Linked DNA regions of Mus musculus: region 2 is linked to region 1. The links are chromatin contacts, called in public Hi-C maps. All regions are on one chromosome and are shown on one strand. The core of a region is the stretch at or near the end of the contact, and the rest is flanking DNA. Distances in the headings are between cores, read along the strand shown.

Evidence for each region. Hi-C and Micro-C count contacts between places; a contact is called where the count stands out from the background.
Region 2: a Hi-C map of ECoMG myeloid progenitors shows a contact between it and region 1, with 2.5 times the contacts expected there. The contact joins two enhancer-like sites. A contact is called at or near these places in 20 of 484 Hi-C or Micro-C datasets (8-cell embryo, ECoMG myeloid progenitors, ECoMG-derived neutrophils and 6 more), 2 of 115 datasets of contacts at active chromatin or transcription factors (acute myeloid leukemia and embryonic stem cells) and 1 of 9 other capture datasets (embryonic stem cells).

Annotation. Positions count from the first base shown.
Region 1 is chr15:97,192,332-97,197,840 of GRCm38.p6, forward strand. The region is part of intron 3 of Gm33205 (a long non-coding RNA gene); the gene reads right to left. Among named protein-coding and RNA genes, the nearest start is that of Gm33205, 8.7 kb to the right of the region's middle. Within about 2 kb of position 3,555, at least 6 of the 459 cell types and tissues checked have an H3K27ac peak or open chromatin away from gene starts, as enhancers often do. A contact at or near this core is called in ECoMG myeloid progenitors, where this site is marked.
Region 2 is chr15:97,324,192-97,329,567 of GRCm38.p6, forward strand. The region is part of intron 3 of Pced1b (PC-esterase domain containing 1B); the gene reads left to right. Among named protein-coding and RNA genes, the nearest start is that of Gm33325, 31 kb to the right of the region's middle. Within about 2 kb of position 3,495, at least 7 of the 459 cell types and tissues checked have an H3K27ac peak or open chromatin away from gene starts, as enhancers often do. A contact at or near this core is called in ECoMG myeloid progenitors, where this site is marked.

The DNA.
Region 1 (5,509 bases), core at 2,305-4,804:
ATTTCTTTTTGACGTTTTGCACTCTTTCTTTCTCAAAAAACACAAGCACACTCAAGACTGAAAAAGAACATGAGCTTCAGAAAGGAAACCAGGAGGCCAGAGTGAGGTCACCACACAGCAAAACCGCACACAGATCTCTGAGAGCAAAGGCTGGCACTGAGGACACTGGAGTCAGTGTCTCATTCCCTCTTCTCAACCTTCCTTAGGACCAAAGGCTCAGTTTGAAAATCATATGTCTTCCAGCAAGCACTTCCTGATCCCTGAACTGTGGCCTCTGTTCATCTGCCAACTGCTTGTTCTTACTGCATCTCTCTACCGTGTGTGTATGTGCATGCATGTGTACATGTTTGTGCACATATACATGTGTATGTGCACACAGGGACCAGAATATCTTATTATTGTGTGGGATGGGTGCATAGGCTCTTGTGCGTGTGTGTGTGTGTGTGTGTGTGTGTGTGTGTGTGTGTGTGTGTAGTCAGGGTCATCATGGGTTCTCTAATTGTTTTCCACCTTAGTTTGTTAATGTTTACTTTATTTTATTTTTAATTGTGTGTGCATGTGAGTGTATGCAGCTAAGTGCATTGTGTGCATGTGTGTGTATGCAGTTAAGTGCATGTGTGTGCATGTGTGTGTATGCAGCTAAGTGCATGTGTGTGCATGTGTGTGTATGCAGCATGTGATTATGGAGGCCAGAACTATTGGGTACCCCAGGAACTGGAGTTATAGACAGTTGTGAAGTGCCCAACATGGGTGCTGAGAATCAAACTTGGGTCCTTTGCAAGAAAAATAGATGCTTATCAACACTGACCAGTCTTTCCAGCCTGCACCAACCTCGCCTTTTGAGACAAGGTTTCTCGTTGAGTCCAAAGCTCTCGTTTGGCCAGATTGGCTGGCCTACAAGCCCCAGGGAGCCTCCTGTCTCCATCTGTCCTGGTCTTGTATTATAGCCAGAAGCTTCTACATCTAGCTTTCCCACGGGTGCTGGGAATCTGAACTCAAGTCTTCATGCTTGTGTGGCTTTACAGACTGAGCCATCTCCCCAGCCTGCTCCTCTTTACCTTGGACCATCAACAAAGCTCACCAAATAATCTATTCTACTCTTGGTGAAAATGAAGATTCATACAGTCAGTACCGAAGATTTTATGAAGTCTCCTCAAAACATAACAACAGCAACAGCAAAAAACTAAAAACCAATAAAATGGAAAATAAAACTGCTGTGGATCCAGCTGTCCAACTTGTCTACCTCCATCCAGCTGTCCTACTGGTCTACCTCCATCCAGCTGTCCAACTGGTCTACCTCCAAAGGAAATGAGATCAAGTTATCACAGAAATGTCTGCACTCCTGTGGTTTGTACAGCAATGTTCACAACAACTAAAACTAGAGTCAACTGAGGTCCCTTAGCAGATGACAACCAAAAATGTAGTGTGTACACAAATAAGATAGTGTTCTACATAGGGGAATGAAGTCCTGATATTGTGTCCAGATGATAGACACACTGGAGGATGTTATGTTAAGTGAAACAAGCTGGGCACAGAAAGACAAATACTACATGTTTTCATTCATATATGGAGACTTTAACAAATTGATCTCATAGGAGTAGAAAATAGAACAGTGTTCTCTGTATACTAGGAGAAGGAAGGTGAGAGGACAGAAAGGGGCTGGATAACGAATATCCAAGTGCATCTGTACAGGAATACATTCTAGTGTTCTACAACTCAGTGGGGTAACGAGGATTCAGTACGTCTTTAGACAATAAATGAGATGAGTTCAAGGTTTCCCAACATGTAGAAATGATACTTGTTTAAGGAGACAGACATGCTAACTGTCCTCATCCAACTAGTCTATGCGATGCACGTATCACATTGTTACGCTGTCTCTGAAACGATGTACCCTCACTACCTATCACTTTACAACCATGCCTATTCAGCATGTTTTTGCCTAAGCATCCTGACATAACTACTCTGTTTTGGCTGTGAGCCTTTCACAGCTGAGCCAATCTCTCCAGCCCCTGACACAGGGACACAATTAACTTATTTACTTTTTTTTTTGTAGTGTCAGAGATTGAACCTAGAGCTACACACACACACTAAGAAATGCTCCGCCACTGAGCCACATCCCCAGCCTTGCTTGTGACAGTTTATGGTGGCATTTCCTTGTTTAACCCTGCTTGATGTTATGCCAGCATCTTAACTGTGGATGGCCACTAAGAACAGAAATGGCCACTCCAATACTCAGCCTGGGTAATAAGAGGCATAGCCACTTCCCTGTCTGTATTAACAGATCTTCCTGGAGCTGCCTTGCCAGCATCAATTTGCTTTTCTGCAAATCTTCTCCCTGGGCTAGGTTGTTTTTTCCAGGAGGTTTCCCAACAGCCCATCACTTCTAAAGACACTGTCACCTGACGGCTTGGACCTAAAAGTCCTGTGCCTTGATAGTTTCACCAACCTTGGACTTCTCTACTCTGATTCTTACCCAATCCTGAGCCTTCTTTTTGAAAAGCCCAGCCAAAAATCTCCTCTCTCACACAATGCTTGATATCCCCAGTATCCACCTTACCCTCGCTGAGATGATAACAACGTTCTGAGGTGAGCAACAAACTAAGGCTTGTCTAGCCAGCAGGCTGTGTTCTTGATATCTGAGGAGCCAGCTTTTGCTAGCTCAGGAGGCTTGCGCTGAGAGAAGCCGTAAACATACTTTAGAATTGTTAGATGCCACTGGACATGTGAGGACAGTCACAGGCTGATTTCCTTCAAAACTGGGTAGCACAGAAAGTGCAAAAGCTGGAGCACAGTCTTGGATGTCAGGGTACCAAATCCCTCTATATATGCGGATCATATATATATGTGTGTGTATACATTAATATATAATATATAATAATATATATATAATGTACATATAATATATAATACATAATAGATTATTATATGTTACATGTTGTATGTTATATACATATACCCTTTTTCTTTTTCTTATAAGAATATGTATATTATATAATATATACTATCTATAATATATATTATATATATATATCCTTTCTTTTTCTTTTTCTTTTTTGTTGGTTATTTTATTTATTTACATTTCAAATGTTATCCCCTTTCCCAGTTTCCCCTCCAGAAATCCCATATCCCATCCCCTCCTCCCCCCGCTTCTATGAGGATGCTCCCCCACCCACCCATCCACTCTGCCCTGGCATTCCCCTACATTGGAGCATAGAGCCTTCCCCTGTCTGACAAGGCCATCCTCTGCTACATATGCGGCTGGAGCCATGAGTCCCTCCATGTGTACTCTTTGATTGATGGTTTAGTTTCTGGGAGCTCTGGGGGGAGGTCTGGTTGGTTGATAGTGTTGTTTTTCCCAGGGATCAATTTTTAAAATGGATTTTTTTTTTCTTTTGCTTAATGGTAACATTTAGTATTTTTATACTCAAGAAACCACAAGGATAAAAGATGCCACTAGATGGCGATAAAGCCCACCTTTACACACACACACAAGCAGACCTATAGCAGAAAAAAACTAGCCATTTGCTAATATGTAAAATCCAGGGGGAAGTTATGAAAAGGAATGAGGTCTGCTGCAGATTACTCACCTGTGTAACAGAGTGAACTTTAACCCTCAAGACAGTGGCATTCCCTTCCTGGGACCACATGGGGACATCATCAGCTTCTCTTCAACCCAAGTGGCTGACATTTCCTAGTGCAGATGCACAAGTGGCTTGTTTCCAGTGCGGATGGAATTAGGGGAACTTCTGGCTGGGCCTCCATGACAGAGGAAGGCCTTGTGAAGGAGAGATCTCTGTTCATTAGCATAAGAAGCAACACCACACGGATCCTTTCAGAACCTTGTGCCTGCATAGCACACAGTGTGTCCCTGCTCCTGTGGCCCTTCACACAGGACCACAGCACCTGCCAGTACTCTATAGGGATACCGACTATGGCTCTCCAGTTCCACCTTCTGTCTCCATCACTACTACAGTAAGTCACTCAAGTATCCTTTGCCTGACAAAGCCCAGCACAGAATAAATGCTAGGACATACTACTCACTAAGGCCGTGTTTATGGGCTGTGTGGAAGTGCTAACATGTTATGAATATTGAGTGATACAAACTGTCTAATTGGCAATGAGAGATGAATGAGGTCCTGCTGCCCTTGATCCTGTGAACACAATATTGGGAAGGGCTTAGCACACAAATGGTGAGAAATCAGACTCTTCTTAGAAGGAAGTAGAAGCTGGGAGTGTCCTGTCCATGTTGTATCCTCCCCACCTCCATCGCTTTCCCCAGCCAGAGGAAAGTCTGCTGGGAATCAGAAGAAATCTCAAAAGAAGGTATCAGGCTTTCCACAGGTGAGTATTGAAGCCAATATATTACAATCTTCTGAGGTTCAAAGACCCCCAACAGACCTAAGGTTGTTGTGTAAGCATTAAAATGCTTATGCAACGCAGAAACTGTGAAGGAACGAGGAGAGCTGACGCAGACGACAGAAAGGCTTTGGGTAATTGGCTCAGTAGCCAGCCAGGCTGAAGGAAATGGAAACTGCCACGGGCAACGGAGGAGGCAGATGAGGAAAGACAGTCCCGAGGAGTCAGGGAGAAAAACCATCCATCCCATCACCCTTTGCTGGGTCCTTTCTACCACCCCACTCCTCTCTCATTGAGGCTAATTCTATTTCAGTAAAGCTACATTGTTATTGACAGAAAAGCTCTAGTTTGTCTGTCTATTTAAAGGCTTTGCTTGTCATTATGATGCATGCAGAAATGAAGGACCTACAGTCTGCTCGTAGATCATGACTTTACCTCTACACAAGCACCCAGTTTGAAGCATATCACACCATTCTCTGATGAAACCCAACATCACCAGACTGTTAGGGCCACATCCTGGACCCTGGCAGTGTGAACACACTGGGACCGGCCATAATAGTGAAGTGCAGAAAGGGACGTGCACAGATAATACTCCTCGCCAAGGATGCATCCATAATTAAGCAGTTCTGGCCACGGCCTGGTCCTGCCCATCACTGCCTTAGCTCCAGTCTCTCAGGGGAGAGTCTAGTCAGACAAGTTGTCAGAATTCTGAGATCTCTTCCTGGGAGACAAACTCTCCCTCTGGCTGGCACCATGAGTCCAGTCAGCATGAGTCCCCGAGGAACGTCTAATTGTGAGAATTCTAAAGCTGCCAGGTAGCCAAAGGGGGGGGGGTCATGATGTCTCCTGGATTTCTTCATTCCTGGCAAGACGGTCACACCGGCACCTGGAGATGTTCAACAGCAGCGGTGACAGTCTCACCGGTCATAGCGTATCTCAGATGACACCGATACTCACTCGTCAAACATCTGTGGGAGACCCACTGTATGCCAGTGCTATAGAAATGAGCAAGCCTAGAGCCCCATCTGCAAGGAGCAGAGACCCAGCAGAGCAGAGTGGGGACCCGTGTTCATGGACACAGCGGTGTAAAGCTTTGGGCTACGTGCAAGTTCCTTAGTGAGGAGTCCACGCAAAGGCCTGGGAAACCCAAACA
Region 2 (5,376 bases), core at 2,245-4,744, 130 kb after region 1:
ATCGCCTCCTCTGAACCCCCATTTTTGAATCATTGTACTCGTCAAGCATCGCTCTCTGCCTAGACTTCAAAGATTTGGAGGAAGATTTTGAAGTAAAGAGAAATATAAATATTAATAAGGCGTGGTAAGCCCACACTCTGGAAGGGAGAGAGATACACAAACAACCATGCAAAAGCGTCAGCCAGGCAGCCAGAGAGAAGCAGATGAGACCGGGGTTAAAAGGAAACAGCCTCAGAGTTCCAGTGTGGGATCTAGCGGTTCTTAAGGCCTGATCGGTTCAAGAGTCTACCCCAGGGAATTAGTGTTGAATAGAGGCCTGCTAACTGGTTGGCATAGAAACCAAGTAAACAAAATTAAGTCCTGTGCTAAATGAGGTTTAAATCAGCTTTGACTTTGAGGGCTATAAACCTAGTGGCACAGGCGTAGGAGTCACCCTACCTACCGATCTTGCTTCTGTCTTCAGCTCGGCTCCGTTTTCCCAGGGGGCTTTGGTATTGGAAGCATCCTATAAAATTATGTGCTCTGTCTGAGATTGGGGAGGGAAGGACATTAACTTGGCTATTTTGTAACTGAGCAGTCTAAATGCCCTTCCTCTTGCCATCCCTTAAAAAAATAATACTGACCAGTTAAAATATAACCATTGCTCAGTATCCCAAACATTTTGTTTGCATGTGACTAAAATATACATTTTAAAACTCCATCTACATTACCCAAATGCTTTCTGCATGCCGGGGACCAAATATTTGGTTCTGAATCTACAAATCTCCAACCAGGATTATGTTCTGTCTTCATCATGGTCAACTGACATTTTCCAAGCACAAATGTGACCTGTAATAAGATAGGGTTTTCCCCCCTCTCTTGGCTCTTCAACATATAGTACTGAAGCAATCGGTCAGAGGAGTACGATGGAGAAAAACACCCCATTTCCCCTGAATATTATTCCACGTGGGCTGCTCAGGATTGCAGAGAGGATACCGTTGTCATCAGCAATGCTTGCACGATGGCCGTTTTACCAAAATTGCTTTTCATCTTTGTCAGCTTCGTGGAGGTTTTTTCACATTTTCACACCCATATTTCCAGGGAGTGTGCGCGCATTGGGGAGATGTTCTGTAACTGACTTGACACACAGCCTTTCGGCAGCTCCAGAGAGAGATCAGACATCATCAACCGCTTCGATACATTTTCTAAACTGAAAAAAAAAAAATCATAGAGATGAACAGTCAGCCACATCTTATATTTCCATCTTCAAGGGTTGGAATGCGTAGGCTTCTATGACTACATTCTTGGTGGCTTTATCAACACATAAAGTTAGATAAAAGTTAGTTACACATTCACAAAACTTTGCTCCTTCATCTAAAAAGCATTTCTCCAGATAGTTCACACAGAGTCACCCAGAGCCAGTTATGCGCACGTGTGCGTGTGCTGTGACTTACCAGTGTCTTTAGTGTGGCAGTGGGATAGCTCAGTAGTAAAGTGAATGTTTATCTGGCATGCATGAGGCCCCCTCTTCAGTCCCCAGTACAGAAAAAGATAAAGAAACCAAGGTGCCTTAGTCAGGGTTTCTATTTCTGCCCAAAAAATCATGACCAAGAAGAAAGTTGGGAAGGAAAGGGTTTATTCAGCTTACACTTCCACACTGCTGTTCATCACCAAAGAAAGTCAGGACAGGAACTCATACAGGGTAGGAACCTGGACACAGGAGCTGATGCAGAGGCCATAGAAGGATGCTGCTTACTGGCTTGCTTCCCCTGGCTTGCTCGGCTTGCTTTCTCATACAACCCAGGACCACCAGCCCAGGCATGGCACCACCCACAATGGGCAGGACCCTCCCCCACTAGTCACTAATTGATCCACTTACAACTGGATCTTGTGGAGGCACTTCCTCACCTGAGGCTCCTTCCTTTCTGATAACTCCAGCTTGTGTCGAGTTGACACACAACGCCAGCTAGTACACAAGGGAAGGGGCACGGGAGGAGGACGCCACATGGAAGAACTCTTCAGGGGCTCTTACAGGATAGTTTTCAAACTGGGCCTCTAATCAGTGTAAAAGGCCAGCATGTCGTATTGATTTGACTGTATTTTACCAAATGGAATTATAAGTTTATCAACTCAGCAGAATCATGGAGCAATAAATGCACCTGTTAAGATCAATGCTGTGGCTTTAGTCCCAGCACTCAGGAGGCAGAGGCAGGCAGAGCTCTTTAGAGTTCAAGGCCAACTGAGGCTACAGATAGAGTTCCAGGATAGCCATTGCTGCTACACAGAGAAACCCTGTCTCAAAAACAAACAGGGAGCTGAAATAAATAAATATTTGGGCCAGACGAGCGGGGCTGGAGAGAGCAGAGGTTCTGAGTTCAATTCTCAGCAACCACATGGTGGCTCACAACCATCTGTACAGCTACAGTGCACTCATAGACATAAAATAAATAGATAAATCTTTAACAAGAAAAAGGAAAACAAACAAACAAAAGATCAATGCTGGGCTGTGACTTCCGTGGGTTACGTCAGGACTAGCCCTCCCTCTCATTGACCATGCTTTTTTTTTTCTCTCAAAAGATATATATATCATTATATGTAAGTTCACTGTAGCTGTCTTCAGACTCACCAGAAGAGGCCGTCAGATCTCCTTATGGGTGGTTGTGAGCCACCATGTGGTTGCTGGGATTTGAACTCAGGACCTTCTGAAGAGCAGTCAGTGCTCTTAACCTCTGAGCCATCTCTACAGCTGGACCATGCTTTTATAGCATGATTCCTGACAGCTCATGGACTGGGGTGAGTAATTACGCCTGTTACGCCCGGGCTCCTGAAGATGGCAGCAGTTTGGCTAGGAGGATAGCCTTGCCTAACACCATCTAACTCAGTACTGCTGCAAAATTAATGAGCCAAGCAATGGGTGGCTAACTGGTCAGTTGTGCTCACAGTAAAAAAGCCCCTTAGCGAAGGGAGTGATGGTTTGACTGATTCACGGAATAAAAGGAAGTCATTGTCCACTTCTGCGTTATCAACACGAAAACCCAACAGTCGCTGCGAAGAAGTGGGGAAATGGTTTATTCTGGAACCAATGATGAGGGATCGTGGCCCATAAAATCGGCTGTAGTGTACCTGAATACTGGGTTCCAATGTCCAAACTGTTTCACAGAGTTTGTAGTGAGCAAAGCAAAGAAAGTCATAACTCAGGCGCTTTTCAAACGGAAGATGGAAACAGGAAACCTCTGTCATTGGCCTCATATACTTCTTAACGATACTTTCAGGCTTTGTCATCACAAAGATGTTGGGTCACACACGCAGGGGACAGAAATTGGTTATTCAGAGGCTGAGTTAACCCAAGATAATTTAGCTTTAGACCAGACGCACTGAAGTCTCCACTTTAAAAACAAACAAACAGACAGACAAAAACGGTTTTTAAAAAGATGTGTTTATTTTATGTATGATGTTGTTATGCCTTTGTGTGTGTCTATGCGCCATGTGCATGTGTAGTACCCACAGTGGCCACCAGAGGGCCCAGTGAGCCACCGTGTGTGCTAGGAACCAAATTTGGGTCTAAAGCAAGAGCAAGCAGATCTTAACCACTGAGCCTTCTCTCGGCGAGATGCTACCCCTAACTAACTCGGTGCAGCCGCTTCCAGCGAGCGCTTCCTTGTCTCTCGCTCATCCGCGCTCCTGTTGGTTCACCCTGCTGGCCTTACCTCACGGTTTCCACTACTATCTTCACCGCTTTGCTTTTCCGATCGTAAATTTTGCATCCTATAACTTTTTTTTTTTTTTTTTTTTTTTTTTTTGGTTTTTGAGACAGGGTTTCTCTGTATAGCCCTGGCTGTCCTGGAACTCATTCTGTAGACCAGGCTAGCCTTGAACTCAGAAATCCGCCTGCCTCTGCCTCCTGAGTGCTGGGATTAAAGGCGTGCGCCACCACGCCCGGCAACTTTTTTTTTTTTCTTTTTCTACTTAAAAAAAAAAATTCTTTTGAGCGTTGTTACGGGGTAGCTAGCACCAGGAACACCACCTTGGTTTTGCTCTATTTTAGAGAAAATTAGGAAGCAAGCGTTGATTACAGTTTGGCCAAACTTTTGCTCCTGTTTTGCTTTTCCTTGTATCTTATACATCTGAGTGTTTTGCCTACTGCATCTAAGTGCACCACGTGCATGCCCGGTGCCCACAAATGTCAGGAGAGGGCATCAGATCACCTGGAACTGGAGTCACCCAGTGCATGCTGGGAACTGACCCCGGGGCGGGGGGGGGGGGGGGGCTCCGGAGGGTGGTGGTGAGGGGGGGCTCTGTAACAACAGGAGGCGCTTTTTAACCATTGAGCCATCTCTCCAACCCCCCACTTATTCTTAACACATCTAGAAATCCTGTCAGCCTTCCCATTTCTATCAGCAAGCATGGTCTACAAAATCTGACTTTAAAAGAAATCATTCTTTTTTTTTTTTTTTTTGTAATGGGAAATATGACTGAATTTCGTAATGTTTCCCGATTGCACAAAAATATGAATATTTTCTACTTGGTACTTTCTAAGAACTTACGGTTTAAAACAGGAGAAGAAAGTATCTTTTCCTCCTACAGTTCTAAGTTGTTGGCTGAGGCCCTCAGAGCAAAAGACAGATGAAGAAAAGAAGAGCCCACACAGTTATTAATACTATTGTGCTGCCACAGGAGCCTTCATGAGGAATTGGTCCTGAGGCTGGCAGAAACAGTTAAATGATTATTTTCCTGCTCCGTTGAATGCAGAGTGAGATGTCCTGGACTGTGATCCTGCAAAGGGGACTTAAGGCCAGGGACAGTGGGCAAGAGGGGCCAGGAGACAGGGTCTGTTCTCATCCACCCTACCATGGTTTACACTGCCCCTACCTCACCACCACTACCTACACCTCCCCCTGCCCCACCACCACCTACACCTCCCCCTGCCCCACCACCACCTACACCTCCCCCTGCCCCACCACCACCTACACCTCCCCCTGCCCCACCACCACCTACACCTCCCCCTGCCCCACCACCACCTACACCTCCCCCTGCCCCACCACCACCTATACCTCCCCCTGCCCCACCACCAGCTACACCTCCCCCTGCCCCACCACCAGCTACACCTCCCCCTGCCCCACCACCACCTACACCTCCCCCTGCCCCACCACTGCCTACTCTGCCCTCCATCTTGAGGTAGATTGTTCCTTCTGTCACAGCGTAGGGTGACTTACACCAGGGTCTTAGGTAGTGCTCCCTAGGACAGTCCTTCCTGCATCTGCCTTTTCTCACAGGTCTTCAGTTTCACACAGGCCCAAGCCAAGGCACTGTCTCATGGGTGGAGTTTCCCAAACCACACTGCTTCGGCCTCACTGCTGTCTAATGTTACCCAGAGTGCTAACTTGGCTTTCACTGAAT